Regions from separate parts of the Callithrix jacchus genome. Here region 1 is linked to region 2. A link is a contact called in public Hi-C data. All regions are on one chromosome and are shown on one strand. Each heading gives the region's core, a stretch centred on a gene start, on an enhancer-like site or on the middle of the called end of the contact. The rest is flanking DNA. Distances are from core to core; before and after follow the strand shown. Region 1 has its middle 32 kb from the start of MAP2K3. Region 2 holds the start of KCNJ12 (potassium inwardly rectifying channel subfamily J member 12).

Region 1 (3,113 bases), core at 379-2,878, 56 kb after region 2:
TGGTGAAACCCCATCTCTACTAAAAATACAAAAAATTAGCCGGGTGTGGTGGTGCATGCCTGTAATCAGCTACTACTCATGGAGGCTAAGGCAGGAGAATTGCTTGAACCTGGGAAGTGGAAGTTACAGTGAGCCACTCCAGCCCAGCCTGGGCAACAGAGCCAGACTCCATCTCAAAAAAAAATAAATAAATAAAGTGTAGCAGGGTGAGGGTGATCAGGGAGGCCTCTCTGAAGTGACATCTGAGCAGACCCCTGAGCGGTAGCACATCCGGGGAAGAGCATTCCAGGCAGAGAATGGGACAGCCAGTCCAGAGGCCCTGCTGCCAGGCTCTGGGTAAAGTGCAGGGAGCAAGGCACAGGGTACAGGGAGGCGGGAGCAGGCACCAGGGTGAGGCGCCGTGGACCATCAGGAGGCCCCCACCAAAGGCAGGAGCCACAGCAGAGATCTGAGCAGAGGAGAGGCTTCCCGCCCTGGCCTCTAGAAGGGAATTCACCAAATCCTCCCTCCGCCGCCTCCCTGACCCTTCGCAGGCCTGTCTGCTGTATTTTTCTTTTTCTTTTTCTTTTTTTTTTTTTTTTGAGACGGAGTCTCGCTCTGTCGCCCAGCCTAGAGTGCAGTGGTACGATCTCAGCTCACTGTAACCTCCATAGCAAGCCTCCCAGGTTCAAGCTATTCTTCTGCCTCAGCCTTCCAAGTAGCTGAGACTACAGGCGAGCGCCACCAAGGCTAATTTTTGTATTTTTAGTAGAGATGGAGTTTCACCATATTGCCCAGGCTGGATCCACCCGCCTGAGCCTCCTAAAGTGTTGAGATTACAGGCGTGAGCCACCACGCCTGGCCTTTTTTTTTTTTTTTTTTTTTTTTTTTCAGATGGAATCTCTCACTCTTGTCATCCAGGCTGGAGTGCAGTGGCATCATCTCAGCTCACTGCAACCTCCGCCTCCCGGGTTCAAGCGATTCTCTTGTCTCAGTCCCCCCCGCATAGCCGGGATTACAGACGTGCGCCACCACACCCGTCTAAGTTTGGTATTTTTTTTAGTAGAGACAGACTTTCACCATGTTGGCGAGGCTGGTCTCGAACTCCCGATGTTAGGTGTCCACCTGCCTCAGCCTCCCAAGTGCTGGGATTACAGGAGGCTAGGCCTGTCTGCTGCATTTTTAATGCTGCCTGATGAGCAGGCGCTCACGGCTGTAATTGAACAGAAAGTCCACGTGCCTCTGCCATCTCCCGGTCCAGAGACTCATTAATCCCGGGACTGGAAGAGGCGTCTGTCCGGCCCTTGCTGCCTGACAGGAAATGCGGGCGTCTGGCCTCGGGGGAGAGGGGGTCGGGCCATTCCCCACCTCCATCCCACACCTCCTCCAGGAAACATGGGAGAGGGGACGCGCCTCTTGGGACCTCCACGGAGGTCGTGGGTAGTATAAAGTGTCAGGGCCTGGGCTTTGTAGATGTCACTGATCTGCACACTGGCTTCCCCACTCTGATGGTTGGACACGCTCTGTAGAAGCCAAAGGGCCCCATAAGCCGCAAGGGAACTGGACACCACCCGGGCGGCAGTCGTGTGCGGAGGGCCGGCTCTCTGTGAAGGGCTGCGGCGTCCGGCCAGGCCTGCGAGCCGCGAGGGGCGCGGTGAGCTGCGGCACGCTGGGTCATCCGCAGGGACGCGCACGGTAAATCGCTAGGCTTGAGGTCCGCGGCACTCCGCAGACTGCAGAGCCCCTGGAAGCCCCGAGTGCTGGGCCAGGGGGTGCACACGGGCAGGCCGGCCTCGGAGACCGAGCTGGGCTGACGGGTGGCAAGCCCTTGGCCCCCAGCCGCGTGTTGGCCCCGCGCTCCCGAGGACTCGGACCGGCGCCCGGGGTCGGGCGGGGCTCCGGGGCACGCGGTCGAAGCCGAGCTCTACCGCCCCCTGGCGGCTGCAGGAAATAGCGCCTGGGACCGCGCCCCGGTACCCGGGTGGGTGGCCCCGCTGGCGCCTGGGCAAGCGATTCATTCCCTTCCTTCCTCCCTCCCTCCCTCATTCATTCTTTCATGTGTTCATTCAGCAGAAGCCGAGGGATCCCTCGGTGTCGGCAGCATCCTCAGCGCTGACGACACAACAGTGGCAAGTGAGGTCTGCCTGGATAACTCAGGATAATGCGCTAGATTGGTTGGGCCTGGTAGGCAGAGGCTATTTGAGCCACCATGATCCTGGAAGACTTCCCTTAGGAGGTGACATGGGAGACCGGGATGGGGGGGCAGCCATAAAAAGTCGGGGGAGGGGGTGTTCTAGGCAGAGGGGACAGTCAGTGCAAAGGCCCTGGGGTGAGAACAAGTCTTCATGATTGAAGGATGGAGGGAGGGAGACAAGAGCTCCCAGGAACTGCTAGCCCCTGTGCCAGGGAAGGGTTAGTGGGCAGAGGCCTGTCCCAGACTGGGGCTGGAGGACAGGAGGAGTGCAGAGACAGACCCCATGGGGACCCTCCTCCTGGGAACACACCCTAACCTTCCTCAGAGGACCACAAAGGCCCTGCTCTTGGACCTTGAGCCATGGCGGGCTGAGTCCCCTCATGCCTGACCTGACCTGGGCCATCACGCCCACCCTCCCAGCATCGGGATGAATGCGACTCCTTCCCAGCTGGTACGAGCCAGCACTGGGATCTGGGGGTATGCTGGGTCCGGTATGCCAAGCTGTTGGAGTCCCTGGGTCCTGGCTGGTCCCCATGAGGGGGTGAACTGAGACTGATGAACAACCAAGGTGGACCCAAGTCCTTCAGGCCATCAGCTGAACTTCCGAATCCAAAGGTACCGAAGCCAAGCACACCCCGCTTACGTGAACAAACTCCCTGCTGCCCGGCCATGCTGCTAGTGTCATGGGGCCAGAGGGGACCCTGCATGGGCACCTTCATTAAGCTGTCCCCACTCCCCTCAGAGCCTTCTCCGGAGCCCACTACCTGTCCCCTAGTCTGTTCTTCTGTCTTATAAGCTGTATGGCTTTGGGCAAGTGATAATCAGCTCTCTGGTTCTGTTTTCCCATCTGTAAATGGAGGTCATGTAACCTCCATGAGGCCACTGTGTCCAGTCAAGGCACAGTGTCTGGGTGCTCACCACTCTGTGCACCTGGCTGTCA
Region 2 (3,139 bases), core at 520-3,019:
CCAGTGCTCCGAGAGTCCCGGTACCTCCTTCCCGCCAGGAATGCCTCCTCCCCAGAGCCCACTGAGACTTTCCCTGTCCGCCCTAGACCTTGGCCTGCCTTTGGCCCTCAAGTCCTCCCACCATCAAGATGTGAAATGAGCTCTCAGCACGCCCAGTTTCACCCTTCTAGGAGGGATAGCCAAAGTCCCTGAGGCCGCAGACACCCTCCCCTCAGCCACTCTCTTCTGAACACACTGGCTGGCCATCCAGGCCCTGGGACACCAGGAGCCTAATTCTGTCGCTGGGCCTTGGTGCCTGCCTTGCCCTCCATCAGGAACACTGACCTCCAAACTACCCTACATGCAAGGGCAGCTGCGGTGGCACATCTGTGAGAGGCCTGCCAACCACCAGGACTCACCTGCTGTGCCCAGCGTGTGTTCTTCTCGAGCTGGCCACTCTCTGAGGTGTCTGGCTCACTGTCATATCCCCCACCAGCATGGCACCCCCAGGAGGGCAGGAGCTTGTCCTCCAGGCATGTCTGCAGGCCAGGACCTGGCACACCAAGGGCATGCCATGAGTGCAGACCAGTGCTAACAGACCCAGCTCAGGAACGTCTCAGCCATGAGGGTTCTCCCAGCCTCCTCTCTGCACAGCTTGGCCGTCACAGCCACTCCCAACTCCACCTGCACCATCACGAAGCCACGCTGGCCCCGGAAATCAGACTGTTTGTCATCACAAGCCTTGCCCCCTCCTCCAGGCAGGCTGCCCGGGTCTGGGTCTCACCTGGCCTCCCACCCCCACCCACCATAAGGCAGGCGGGAGGCCAGGTGCTGGCCGGTTCCAGGATATGCATTTCTGGTAGGGTCCTCTTCCACCTGAGCCGGGTCCACAGCCTACCTGGAAAGGTGGAAAGAGGATCTGTCACTCAGGCAGTGAGCCTCAGAGAAGAGCCCAGTTCCAGCAGCCCCGCCCTCAGCCCAGTCTCTTTCCTTAATACCTTTTGTCACTAGACACTCTGAAGATACTAACAGCAAGGGTGACAAGGGCCGACGCCCACCACGTGCCAGGCAGGCACCAGGCTGCAGGCTAAATGCCAACCTGCACCACAGGCCACAGGCAGATGCACAGAGAAATGACGCCTGGGTGGGTAGAAGCACTTGCCCCAAGAGGACACGGCTGCCCCCGGAGCACAGTGGGAACGTGGCTCGAACCCGCACACAGTCGCACCCACATGCGCACGCCCCTCCCCCTGCCTAGGTGCCCGCGGGCCCCTGGCTGACCCTGCGGTATTGATCTGAGGCACACGGAACTTCAGGAACGGTTGGTGGCCCTGGAAACAGGACACTGAGTCCCTCCTGCCCCGTCAGGAAGCGGGCATTGATCAGCTGGGCCTGGAGCTGGCCGGTTTACTGATTTCCCGTGTGCGGGCTCCAGCACTCCCGCGGCCCCGCCCTCTGCTGGAGCAGCGGCTGGGAGGAGGATGCGCTAACCGCGGCCCGGAAGGCAGCCGCCAGGGCCCGGGCTCAGGCCACGACGTTCAGCCGTGCTCCATCTGGCATCTCCTGGCCAGGCCTGGGTGTCAGAGTTTTTGTCCTGGCGAGACTTAGAGGCATGCGAGATGCTGGTCCAAGTCCGCCCGTGTCCAAGCTGCTCTTCTGAGAGCCTTGTTCTTGGGGTCTCCCTCCTCCTACACCACACCCTCTACCATATGTTTCCTGTGGGCCTGGGGCAGCCCCAGGGCCCAGGGGTAGGTGAGTGACCCAGGTCTGGCTGCTAGCATCACAGCAACTGGTTGAGGGATGGACACGTGATTGAAGCCAGCCAATGAGAATCAGCCTTAGGACTTTCGCTGGGTCTGCGGGAAAGCAGGAGCTGTATTTTCCAGGGCTTCGGGGCTGGCCAGGGGTCCCGTCACCTTTGCCTCCACGTGGGGTGAGCCCACATGAAATGAGACCCACCCAGAGAAAGCAGAGCTGAGATATTGAGAGAAACAAGAATCTGGGCTGGTCTTTGGAGCCCCTTAGATCCACCCCGGGCTTTTTATTATAAGCCAAAACCATCCCATTTTTAATTTAGGAAATTTCCAACAGCCTCAAGGGGCTGCTGGTGAAAGCGATAGATGTAAAAAGACCAGTAAGTCCTCCAAAATCCCCTCAAGCTTTCTGAAGCTCTCACTCGTTTTCTGAAACGGGGCGCATGAGAACCCTGCCTGGCAGAGCCATGTGGGGACCACTCTGTATGATGTGTGGGGAGCGTTTCATCCCTCCCTGCCTCTAAAGGGACAGAGCTTCCAGGAAGGCGGGCACAGCCTGCAGGCCCCAGGAATAAAGGGCAATAAAGAGAGAGAGGGAAGTGGCTGCAGCATCTCTCAGAGTTAAAAATAGCTTCCCCAAGGAGGCCTCCCCGCCGGGATAATCCGGCCAATTATCAGCCCCTCTCCACCCTGGTGGGCATTGCCTGCCTCCTCCCTGTCCCCACGTGGGGTCATCACTCCACAGATAGGGCCTCTGCCCCAGCACCAGCCCCGTGACCCTCCTTCCTCGTGGGGGCAGGGCCGCAGCCCTGGAACCAGGGCCCCTCTGAATCGGGCCTGATGCTGAAATAGGTCCTGACAGCAGTGTGAGCTGTCCAAAACACACTGTACCCCCAACACATGCAGAGAAAAAAAAAATCAGGAGGCAGCGTGGGGCCTGTTGCGTGATTCTGTTTATGTTAATAAAAACGACAGATTTGCTTCGCAAAGAGAAAAATCTGGAAGTTTGGAGACAAATTGTTGGTGATTGTGTCCTCCTGGGACCTTTTCCTCTTTCACTGCTGCTCGGAGGAAGGTGTCTACCTGTTTTCTCGGGGCTCTGGGCTCAGGCCCACCTGGTGAGAGCCCATGCCTCCCTTCACTGGCGAGAGACATGGGCAGGTGCGCAGCCCAGCCTCACTCGGCCATGAGGAAGGAGTCGTTTGCCCTCCGGGCGTGTGGGCACATCATACGCTTTCAGGGCTGTTTTGTTTGCATTTTGTACAGCAAGCATTTATTGCTTTCGCAATTTTTTTAAATCAAGTTATTTTGTAAATGGAATAAAGCCTCATGACCGGGCAGCAGGGTCGGGCAAGAATTCCCAATGCTGGGAAGGCCAGAAGCCAGCCTCCAGGACCTGCCCCGCA

The links. Hi-C and Micro-C count contacts between places; a contact is called where the count stands out from the background.
Region 1: a contact with region 2 is called in a Hi-C map of induced pluripotent stem cells, with 1.8 times the contacts expected there. The contact joins the enhancer-like site here to the promoter of KCNJ12 in region 2. A contact is called at or near these places in 2 of 3 Hi-C or Micro-C datasets (induced pluripotent stem cells and skeletal muscle).

The regions. Positions count from the first base shown.
Region 1 is chr5:64,673,068-64,676,180 of calJac240_pri, forward strand. No RefSeq gene overlaps it. Among named protein-coding and RNA genes, the nearest start is that of MAP2K3, 32 kb to the right of the region's middle. Within about 2 kb of position 1,629, at least 4 of the 16 cell types and tissues checked have an H3K27ac peak or open chromatin away from gene starts, as enhancers often do. A contact at or near this core is called in skeletal muscle, where this site is marked.
Region 2 is chr5:64,616,834-64,619,972 of calJac240_pri, forward strand. It overlaps KCNJ12 (potassium inwardly rectifying channel subfamily J member 12), which reads right to left and starts at 1,770. Exons shown (of 5, transcript XM_078372349.1): 1 at 1,261-1,770; 2 at 399-877.